Regions from separate parts of the Gossypium arboreum genome. Here region 1 is linked to region 2. The links are chromatin contacts, called in public Hi-C maps. All regions are on one chromosome and are shown on one strand. The core of a region is the stretch at or near the end of the contact, and the rest is flanking DNA. Distances in the headings are between cores, read along the strand shown. Region 1 holds the start of LOC108467296 (protein kinase STUNTED). Region 2 holds the start of LOC108484364 (glutathione S-transferase TCHQD).

Region 1 (5,943 bases), core at 2,955-5,454, 500 kb before region 2:
ACAACCAAGTAATCCAAGAGTAAAAAAGATGAAAGATGACTTACAACGCCCATTTGCGGTCTAGCACGTGGGGCACGTCTAAGACAAAGGGTGGCAGCAAGAACCATCCTCTCCATCTGGTCACAATCATAGCCATCAGCCAAGCTTGGGTCTAATAATTGGGAAACTTTCCCACCACTTAAAATTGGCTTTGCCTGGACATTGGTCAAATTTACTTTAGATACGAAATTGAAAGATGGAGTGATACGAGTCACATCGGTTGAGCAAAAAGGACCACTTACCCACATGACCAAACTCTCTTGGCCTTTTGGACAGTCATTGCTTATAGGTTTTCTTCCAGAAAGTAGCTCAAGCAACACCACCCCAAATGCATACACATCAATCTTGTCGTTTACTTTCCCATACATGAAGTACTCAGGAGCCAAATACCTGAAACAATGTGGGATTTTTTTTTTCCATTTTTGTTATTTATTTTACCCCCTTGAAAACAATGAATACAATTAGAAACCAAATAATTTAGAAGTGAAAATGACATACCCAAAGGTCCCTGCAACATCTGTGCAGGTTATATGCGAAGAAGAGGTTGATGCCCATTTAGCAAGTCCGAAATCCGAGAGCTGCATATATCGGGAAGCAAAACATGGGAATTTATTTATGCAAACATCGTTTCAGTTTCTTAAAAAAAAGAAAATACAAAACTGAAAGGTACCTGGGGGTCAAAATCATCAGAGAGTAATATGTTTGAAGATTTAACATCCCTGTGGATCACAGGGTGGTCACTGTTAGTATGCAGATAATCTAAGGCCTCAGCCACCCCAATTGCCACTTTATATCTTTCACTCCAACCAAATGCACCACGATCCTTCTTATTACCTGAGTTATCAATAACCAACTTTAGAAACTACTTCCCGACATCAAGCGACTTAATTAATCATACAATCATATCGATTACTTACCATGAAGGTTTTCTTCGAGGCTTCCTCTTGATAAGAAATCATAAACCAAGAGAAGGTTATTATCCTCATAGCAGAATCCCAAGAGGGATATAATGTTCTTATGATGTAATGTAGTAATGATCTCGATTTCCATAACAAACTCCTTCAACACTTCTTCTGAAGGCTTTAGGATTTTCACCGCGAGTTCCTTGCCGTCTCGAAGGCAACCCTTGTAAACCTGACTGCTGCCTCCTTTCCCAATCAAGTTTTCTGCAAAAACACAAACCAGTAAAAGCAAGTTCAAGTCAATTGGTTCCCAAAGGAGGGTGTTGCAAAGAGGAATGATGAGTTTGAAACAAACCAGCCAAGAAATTCGATGTAGCCGAAACCAGTTCTTGGTACTTAAATAATCTGCAAGTTGCAGAGTATTTCTCATGAAGACCTTCCAATTCTTTTGGCAGGTTTATTGAGTTGTCATCAGGAGAAAGGGGTGCAATGGCATTTTCATTACCAACCGGAACGATCGCGCCGCTTTCTCCATCAAAATTAGAGGCCTTAAATTCGGTTTGATCACAATCTTGTTTCTTATCTGAATTTGTTAACAAAAGAGTACGCCTAGAGGGTAACCGCATCACCCACTGAACCACAGATATCTGCCTCGAAGATCGGTCAGGAACTTGATGTCGTCTATCCGATAAAACCGCACGGCGAAGTAAAGGCCAACCAGGTCTAATTTCAGGCAACTGTTTGATCAACATAGAAATCGAACCAGATGCAACCTCAGTTCTTTCAACAGGCACTATAGCCAAGGATTTCTCTCTATCATTATCATCATCACCGCAGTTTGCAGATTGGTGACAAGAATCATGCAGCAATAACTTATTTCCAGATCCACAAACCGAGCAATTTTCCTTTCCATCACTCTCAAAGTTGCCCGAACCGGCTTTGGTTAAGGCCTGCTCGAATCTCTTGTCCTTGGTCTCATAGGAAACCAGATTGGCCTCGGCATTGGCAATCCCTTCACTTAGTACTTTGGAATTCTTGTTCAATGTTATGGTTCGGTGAAGCGCATTAAGCAAGCTATTTCGTTTATGATCTTCATTTCCTGGAGGAACAAAGAAAAAATTCCTTAAAAAACACGAAAATCTTACACGACATCCAAGAACTGGATGACCAACCAAAACAAAATCTTTACCTTTTGCCCCAAAAATGGTCCCGGGAGAACCCTCCCTGTGGAACACCACTTTCCCATTATTAACAGCAAGAACAGAACAGTTGTTGGATAGTTTCTTGGCACAATACTTGGCTACCGATGTCGATGACCGGATTTTATGGAGTTTGGCGGCGGTTCCAACTATAAGCTTAGTTGCAGAATAAGATTTTGCTTCTCTCACTAAAATTTTGCGAATTGAAGAACCTCTGCATATCTTAAGTTTGAGATCCACCTGCAACATAATTACCCAAAACCGATTTATTTCTTTTTTCTAAGCCTTAAATTTGATACGTGAAATGCTTAATCAATTGTTGTTAGCAGTCTAATCGTGAATTTCTTTTATTTTTTAATTCATCTCTTTTTGACATTTACTATCTTCTATCTGCTTCTCTCTTTCTCTAGCACCGGCCTTCTGTCTATCGTCACCTTTAACGTTATGAAAGCTTAAAAATGGAAATAGCGGGACGTTATTGCCGCTATCTATTGTTGTGATTTATATTCACAATCGTTTTCTTTCCGATAGCGGTGGCGGGTGGCGGCGGTAGCGCTCACATTTTCGGTCATTGCTATAGTGTTGGTGAAATTTTTTTATTTATTTTAAATTTAATAATCACTAACATGATTATAAAAATTCTTTGTGTTGTTAATTTTGAGATATTTTATGATCTTATTTAATATATTTATAATGATATTTATTCATATTTGTATTTAAAATTTAAAATCAGGTATCAATATACAGTTTATTAAGATAAATATAAATATGCATGAGCTAAAATATTAATCCCATCCCAATTTTTTCTCCTCAAAACTGTGCGTATTACACTCTTATTTTAATAAACACCATATATTTTTAACTCATTTATGAACTTTCCCCATCTTCACCGACCAAACTCTTCCCTCTCTTTTAGATCTTGAGAATCAGTTATTCATCAACGATGTTAGAAATCCCTCCCCTGACCTCCATTTTCTTTATTATTCTAGGATCCTAGGGTGCTCTTGTTTTTTATTTGTTAGAACCACAAAACGGGACGTGATTTATATTCACGGCCGCCGTGGCTAGTGCTGGCGCTATTGCTAAGTAGCGGCCGCTATTTCAATCCTAAGTGTAACTATAGCTAAATTGAACATGCAGGGAAAGACCAACTTTCCCATTTCTGATTTTCCTTCATGTTCCAATTGACCAAACAGGAAAGAAAAATGAAGTTAACAAATTCATCATAGGGAAAAAAGAAGAAGGTAGATTGTTATAAACAATGTTTTTTAACAAAAGAAAAAGAAAGAAGAAAGAAAAAGTAGATCATGAAACCAAACCTGTTTCAAATTACAGAATCCTTCATAAACAGCAAGAACAGAGTCAAACGCTTTGACAAGCGACAGAAGTGAAGATTTTCCATCTCGATCCACGATTTCTACACACACACAAAATCCAAATCCCACTTCAATAAACCAGACAAAAAATCAAACCCCAGAAATATTTTCAAAAGAAGAGAAAATTTAAACCCTGAAACAGGAAAAAAAAATTTACTGACCATTGTTACCAAGAACATGAAGAGCAATGACACAGTCACCAGGCTGAGCCACCTTAACCAAAGCCCACGTTAAAAGCTCTCTGCTTGGTGAATCAAGCTTTACTCCAACAACCACCGTCCCTCCACCACCACCACCAGCAGAAGCAACCATCTCTTTGTCTCCAACAAAACCATTCTGTACCATTTTCATTTCTGTGTCAAAACAGAGTATGTTTCAGAGAAGGTGTTCTTGACCAAAGTTGAGGATCATGTTAAGAGTTTATATATGGAAGAGTTAGGTTGTGAAGGAAGGTAGAGGAGAGGCAGAAGCAGTGTTTGAGAGCGTTTTTTTAGGCTTAACCGTCAGTAGTTTGCTTTTCAAGTTCTCCAACCACACTAGATAGAGAAAGGGAAGAAGAGACGACTTGTTTTTTATAAACACAAGTTGAAAAATTATTAAACAATTTATTTCTTTAATTGTTTATTTAATGGAGGGTTTTTTTTCTCAAAAAAAAATTGTAGGAATTAATAATAATAATAATAAAAGTGCAGCCCCTGTAAAATATAGATTCTTAGGTTTTAAATAATAATAAATTTCATTAAATGGGGATGGGCACTACTAAAATGCTACAGACCAAAGCTTTTGCATCATGCTGTGGAAAAAAAACACACACGGACCCAATTTTGTTATTTTCTCTCTTTCTTATTACTTGGGGTAACTTGTAATATTTAACTATGAGTTTGAAGTTGATAGCACGGCTGCATTGCTATTTGCTAACGATGCTTCCCCTCTTCTCATATTTGACAGTAAACATAACTCCCCACTAATTTATATATATACTGATATTTATGGATTTAGTTCTTTTTTTTTTTTATAGTTATTAGAATAGACCCTTTTTTGAGAGAAAAAGAAAAAATAAGTCTTATAGGGTACGTTTTTAGGTTGCGATAACATTTCTCCCAACAATCACAATTTCAATGGTTACATCTCCTAACAGTCTTTTTTTTTCTATATAAACCCCTCTAAACTTCATTCAAATCTATTCTCTCAATAATTTCATTTTAAATCTTTCTCTCAATCCTATTCTCTTCGATTTTATTTTATTCCTTTTAATTTCTAAAATGGTAAATTAACTTATTCATTTGTATAACAAGTACATCTCCGACGTCCAACTACAAATGGTAAGAAAATATTATTAATTTATTTAATTTTAATTAGTTAATTATTATGGTGTTAACATTATTAATTTTATCATTTTTTATATTTATATACCCAGGCCAAAAATCGAATTTTGGAGTCTATACACAATTTATGTGTGAGTGCACCCGTTGTCATTCATGGACATTTGCAAGATTTGGGATTCTTGTACGTGGCTCGCATGCTCGGGGGGGCTAAATTGGACCCCCCACTTATAAGTGCTTTGGTGGAAAAATAGAGACCCGAGACACAAACATTCCATCTTCCCTACGGTGAGTGTACAATTACACTCGAGGACGTTGGTTTATAATTCAGTCTACTAGTCGATGGGGAAGTCGTTACAAGGGCAGTGGTGAGTGCCAATTAGAGCGCAACATGCGAGCAACTATTAAGGAAAGTGTCAAACAAGTTTAAGGGAAGCCAAATCGAGATGGGATGTTTGGAGGATAACTTCAAGCATATTGACGCCTCTGCGAGTGACGTTGAACAAGAACAATTCATGCACGCATTCATTTTAAAGTTGATCGAGGGTTTGCTTATGCTAGGTAAAATTTGAAATCTGGTACATTTAAGGTGGCTACTGCTATTAGTCAACTTGAAAGATGCGAGATGACTCAATTAGGCATCAACGGTGTTGGCGACATTATACTAAAAGATGTGTTAGGCCACAAAACCAGAAAAAGTTAAAATCAACGGTTGCATGCTCCTTCAGTCGTGGGCATGGTATCAACTACCATTTTTATAGCCCCGAGTAGACCCCCTTACGAATCCTTACTCGTAATATGGTAAAATTCGTTTGATAATATCATTATCCTAATATTTTTTCTAGTGTTATAATTTTAAAATAACATATTATTTGAACAGGTGGAATAATTGCGCAAGAAACATAGGTATACTGACCAAGCTCGAGGATATTCGGTTAGCGTTAGATAAAAAATCAGAACAGGAGGTTATTTTATGAAATTTAAAGTTATATAATATTTACTTTAGCTTTTGAAATTAAATATTAGGCACATGCTAAAATTAATAAATTCATACTACAATTTGAATGGATGTCATATGTCGATCCAAGAATTCAAGAATGCATCC
Region 2 (6,161 bases), core at 3,221-5,720:
TCTTTATTCTTTGTATTTTATTTTATAACAAACTTATTTTTTCATCTTTTATTTTTAATACATGGCATGTTATAAAGTCAATTTTTATTTGGGCTTTAACAAAATAATGACCAAAATTAGAATACTTACTAACCACAATACTATATATTTAATAAAAAATTTAAGTGATGAAATAGAAATAAAATAATTTTAGAATAATTACTGGACTAGTTTGTTACATTTTTTCTTTGAAGTACAATTTCTAGTAAGCGTTAAACAGCGTGGCTTTGTATTTTCTTAACTGTCAAATTCTAAGGACAGCCTCTAACAGATCAGTGTTCACTTTTTTATCATCCTTAGCCTACGCGCTGCCTTGGGAAAATGAACTCACTTGCTCCCTTTTAGCAAATTACTCTTTTTTTGCTTTCTATACTTTTAAATGGTATTTTGTCATTTCATTATAAAAGTATATTAATAACTTATAAAATTAAAATATTTATATTATTTTAAGTGTTTGATTGATTTGATATCATCCATCAATTAGGTTCTAATTAAGTTGAAAATTTACTAAAATTCTTTATATTATCGTGATGGTGTTTTTATCTTTTATATTTTTATATAAAATTAATAAAAATTTAGATATAAAGAGATTTGAACTTGACATCATACCATCATACCATCATAGTATTTAAACATGTAATTTTACCATTTCAATCAAATTTTATTTTATTTTTATATAAATTTTAATAAATATATTATATTATGGTATATTCACAATGCAGTGGAAACTATAATTATATAACAAAATATTTATAAAAATTAATATAAATAACAAATAAAGATTTGATTGAATAATAAAATATAAATATTAAAAACTATATAAAGAATTATGTTCAAATCCTATTATCCAATAATAGTTTTCTATTTTAATATAAAAATAAAAATGATAAAAATTTAAATAATACAAATTTTATCTTGTCATGTCATCATTACTTAATAGAGCTCGTGAAACCAATTCGTGTTTAATTATTTATATTATATTTAATACTGAGAATATTTCGAAAGGAAAATCTAATAAAATTCAAATGGATTTGACATATCAAATTAACTATTTTGTGCATTAATTACAAATGAAATAGCAAAGAATTTATACTCCAATCCAATTAGATTTTTGGACAATTCCTATTTTGCACTTACAAAAGAAATTACATTTATTGGATCTAAGAGTGTTCACGTGTAACGCCCCGAATTTTGGGCCTAGTTAAATTGGGTTTTGGGTTTTGGGTTTTATAAAATTTTTAAGTAAGCAAGAAAATGACAAAAGACATGTTGGCTTTAAGGGTTTAAGGAATTTCAAGTGTCTAGGTTTGTTGGAGAAGTTCTGGGTTCGAGTTTTGTGGCAGAGGAATTATAATTTAATTATTAAAAGAATCAGGGTTGGTAAGTAGTTGGGCTTTTAAATAAAGATAGGGGAAAATAGCATCAAAAAGCCTTGTGGAGGAGTGGCTAAGTGACGCCACTTAGAGTGTAGGGAGGTGGCATTAATAGCTAGCAATGAGGTCCAATGTTCGAATCCTAGCTTAGTGTTTTTAGAAGTTTAATCTTGGCCTTCTAGAAGGTTGGAAGTGGCGTGGAAATGGACTCCAAGGGAAGTTTTCAGGAGAGAAATCTGAGGAAAGGATCAAGGGGTTATCAGGGAGAAAAACGAGGAGATAAGAAGTGATGAGCAAGTAGAGCCGAAATGGGAACTTGGGCTTGAGGAGTTCGGCCATAAGGGTTATAAATATGTGCCGAATGCAAAGGTATGAGGCTAATGCCAAAATCTTTTTCTCACATTGTTGCCAGAAGCCCTCTTCCCTAAAAGTCGAAAACCCTTTTGTTTTCTTCCTTTTCTTTCTGTCGATTTCTCGAAAAGCCAAAAACCCTTGTTCTCCTTTTTATTTTCCTTGTGTCGATTTCTTTGTTTCACTTTTGAGTTTAGCCGATTCTTCTTCCTCTCTCCCTTGGTGCTGAATAAGCAATTATTGCCATTCAAATCTCTAGAGCCGAATACTCTTTGACCGAATCTAGTGTAAGTTTTACTCTTCCAATCGGTTTTCTTTGCTAAGTATCGAATATTGTCCTTCACTCTTTCTAATCAACTGTGGTAGGGAATTAGTATCGGATCTCGGATCTTAGCTCATTGCTGAATTGCTTTTTAGGTGTTGCGGTATTGGTAAGTATTCCTCTCCTATTGACTAAAGTGGCCAAATGTTCATAGTTAAGGTAAAGGGACTTGTGTTGGATACGAGTCATCTATTATTCTGGTTTTAATGAGTAAGATTAATATAGATCTAAGGATTACGTGATCAAGGAAAGCTATTAAGGATTGGTGTTCAAGGTAAGGTTAAGGTGAGGTTTCGGTTTTTGGGTAAAATATGGATTAAACATGCGATTAATGGAAGGGTGATATCATTATAGGTTGGTGACTAAGGGAATCGCGGCACGCTTGCTTACCAAGTGTGTACATACACTGCACACACACACTATGAATCGGCAAAAGCCGAAATACCGAAATGCCGAAATGCTGAAAGTTTGGCTACGGTAGTCTTGTAAGTGCGCGAACACTCGTAAGGGGGAGACCAATAGGTTGCTTGAGACCCACGGGCGATTCCGTGGACTTAGGTTATGATTTGGCCATACGGGCCAGAATGGGCTAAATGGGTCCGATGGGCTGTTGGGCCCATAATAGGCAAAAACTGAATATTGATGCTATGTGATAAGAATTTGTATGTGAGCATGAATATGAATATGACTGGGCCTAACGGGCTATATAAATGTGATTTGGGCCTAATGGGCCATATTTAGGTGATTTGGGCCTAATGGGTCATATGAATATGATTGGGCTTAGTGGGCCAGATACAGGTATGTGAATTTGTTTGGGCATTGTAAGGGGTTTTGGGCCTAGAATATGATAACTACATAAGACTTAATTAATATATTGAGATCGTGGACAAGTCAAAGGGTTAAGGTGTGACAACGGGTATATGCATGTCTAGGATTGGATCTAGGGAGAGCTTGGTACTTAAGCGGTCTTAATGACCCACCTCTTCTTCTCTAAAATCCTACCTGGTGCATAGTATTCGTTCATCTTAGCTCGCGGGAGTTGTTAACGGGTCAAGGTAAGTGGAAACCATAATTAAGGGAAAATTATTGAAACGCCCCTAAGGGCGAAAATGACCAAAATACCCCTAGGTGTGAATGTAAGTTTTGTGGATGTGCCATGCATACATATGATGTTCTGCTTAGGTTGCATATGGGGTGGGAACTTTGGAACGGAGGAAGTATATGAAGATCGTATGGTTGCCTAACAATCGTGGATCCACCGACAGCTTTTAAAGCCCAATATGTAAATGAAGGTAATTCCGCAATCGGGCTACCATTGGTGTGTGGGCTGGGTGGGTCGATATTTATATCCCCACATGGTGTGACGGGGGACGGAGCTGGTGTGTAGCGGATGGATAATTTGGATAGGATTGCATTGCATGTTTGATGATTTCTTTTTGAATGCTTGTTTTTCATCGAGGGTTGTACACACTGAGTTTGCGAAAACTCACCCCCTCTTTTTTTTTTTTCAGGTGATGCTCAGTAGAAGGTTCGATATTTGGAGGGGCTCTGGGTGGCCGGCTAGCAAGATAATTTGGACTTGGTTTTTTTTTTAAACATTTAAGTTTTATTTCTTTTTAAGTGTGTTCAGACCATATTGTAATAAGGTTTTCATTATGTTATTGTTACTTGAATTATTATTATTATTTTCATTGTAATTACGAGAAGTTGAACATGGATTTCTTAAATTATAGTATGTTTTCTACGTTTCCGCAACTAAGTTTTTTTTTTTTAAATCAAATGTTTTAAACAAGGCTATCGTAACTGAAAGGTTTTTTTCTAGTTAATTAGGGTTTCTTTTATTTTAAGAAGAGTTTTCAATGAAAACACGGTTTTCGCTAAAACACTTCAATGTGACGGGCCAAATTTGACCATAACGTCTGGGTCGAGTTTGGGGTGTTACATCACGGTTTGTATAAAATTGAATTAATTAATCGAATCGATTTAATTCGGTCAATTAGTTATCAGTTAATTCGGTTTGAAATTAGGCTATTAACAAAATCAACCGAAATATTTATTGTTTTCAAGATTTATGTAGTGTTTGGTTTTTAGTCGAAATATTTGTTGTTTTTAATGTCTTATTTATTATTTTTACCCCATTTAAAGTTATTTAAACTATTAAATAAAAGAAATTGAACATTATCAATGTATTTTTATTTGTTCTATACTTATTTAAATCAAAAGATAAAAATATATAAATTTTAATTAATTTAAATAATCAATTAAATTAATCGAAATATTTTAATTCAATTTATATATTTAAAAAATTTAATTCAAATGATTCGATTAATAATACTTCTAATTCGATTCATATTAACTAAAACCATAGTTTCAACACCCATAATTCGAGGGGCAGTGTAACAGGGTTCCTATCTTTTGCTTTGCACCTTCCAATTGGAAACTCGTTATTCTTATATAATGCACAAGAACAGAGAAAAAAAAACAACTTTTTAAGTAAAAACGCACTTTCTATGAATTATTCATCTTTCGATCCTTTTCAATTTCTATAAATATACAGTATATAATAATAAACCCACATCAACCCAAAAAAAAAAAACTCTGTAGGACCCTTGTTGAAGCTTCCACTCTCATCTCGGTAAGTTCTTTTTTCTGGGAAAACTGTTCTGGTTTGTTAAGTTGAACCCATTAAATTTCATGGTTTTTTTTTTTTTAAATTCTGATTTACTTCTACAGGTATCAACATCTTAGCAGTTGGGTTTCCTTGGTTATGCTCTGTTTGATTTTTTGGTTGTTTTAAAAGCTTCCAGACTTATACTTTAATTTAATTTGTAACTTCCATGATGATGTATTTTCCCTTCCTGAACTGTAATTTTCGTCAACGACAGTTTTGCTTTCCCGCACTTGGCTTTGAACTATTTGTGGAGTTTATTTAATTGTCTGCATGAATTGAATTTTTTTTTTTTTTGTTGGCTTTTATGAAACATTATGATCTTCTTGTTGGTTTATTTCTTTAATGGGTTTTTGGAGTTGATTTTTTTTTTTTTAAAGTTTGCCCTCCAAAGCATATGATTTCTCTTTTTGGATTGAGGATTCTGCAATTTTGAGGTGAATTGATGTTATAAGGTTTTGGAAAATCATTACATAAGTGTTAAGGTTGTCTCTTTAGGTCTTAAGTTTTATATAAGCTTGCTTTAGTTCCAAAAGAAAATTCATTTACATACATGATTTTGAATCTGAAATCTAGTTATAAATTGCCCTGTACTTCATAGGAGTCATGACAGTGGCTCACTGTTCTGTTAAAGAATTCAGGGAATAAACTTAGCATTTTTTAAGGTTAACCAACATGACTTAACCTTAATGTTCTAATTGAGGATCATACTGTTGTTGTTGTTGTTGTTCTTTTTCAGTCTAATTAACACATTTATGCAGAGTGGCCCTTCGATTGCTGCATTTCTTTTCTGTTCATGGATTCCACTGTTGGTATTATCGAATCATTAATGCTTTAAATTGTTGTGATTTTCTAAGGTTCTTTTCTATTAAGTTTGATGAAATTGCTGATCAGACATTCTTGTTACTGTTTGATTTGCAGACCTCATCAATTCTTGTTCTTGATTGTGGTGTGATAAAGAGTTTCAAAGTTGGTGAAAACAGTGTTTTAATGTTTCAAAACATTCTTAATTGAATCATGCAATTATATCATCATCCATGCTCATTGAACAGCCAAAAGGTGAGGCTTGCTTTGGAAGAGAAAGGCGTTGATTACACCTCATTTCATGTCAATCCTATTCTTGGCAAGAACATGGACTCTTCCTTCTTCAGGATGAATACAAGTGCCAAACTCCCAGTATTCAAGAACGGTTCTCATATCATTTTCGACACAATTGAAACTATCTTGTATGTTCTCTATCTTTCATTCACAATCGAAATTTGCATTGCAAAAACCACCAGAATTGTCTTTATGGTACTTGGTAATGGGTTCCTGAAGAGGATATTCTTCATTTTTTTGTAAAATATTTGTGTCCAGAACTTGTGTCCTTATTGGACATATATCTCAATATGACACTCACCCCGAATCA

Evidence for each region. Hi-C and Micro-C count contacts between places; a contact is called where the count stands out from the background.
Region 1: a Hi-C map of leaf shows a contact between it and region 2, with 4 times the contacts expected there. The contact joins the promoter of LOC108467296 here to the promoter of LOC108484364 in region 2. A contact is called at or near these places in 2 of 5 Hi-C or Micro-C datasets (both in leaf).

The regions. Positions count from the first base shown.
Region 1 is chr2:57,731,322-57,737,264 of ASM2569848v2, reverse strand. LOC108467296 (protein kinase STUNTED) reads right to left here and starts at 4,204. Exons shown (of 10, transcript XM_017767906.2): 1 at 3,678-4,204; 2 at 3,460-3,557; 3 at 2,131-2,380; 4 at 1,297-2,040; 5 at 957-1,205; 6 at 710-873; 7 at 538-617; 8 at 282-429; 9 at 45-194. The coding sequence starts at 3,867.
Region 2 is chr2:57,234,477-57,240,637 of ASM2569848v2, reverse strand. LOC108484364 (glutathione S-transferase TCHQD) reads left to right here and starts at 4,470. Exons shown (of 4, transcript XM_017788126.2): 1 at 4,470-4,720; 2 at 5,515-5,565; 3 at 5,675-5,979. The coding sequence starts at 5,771.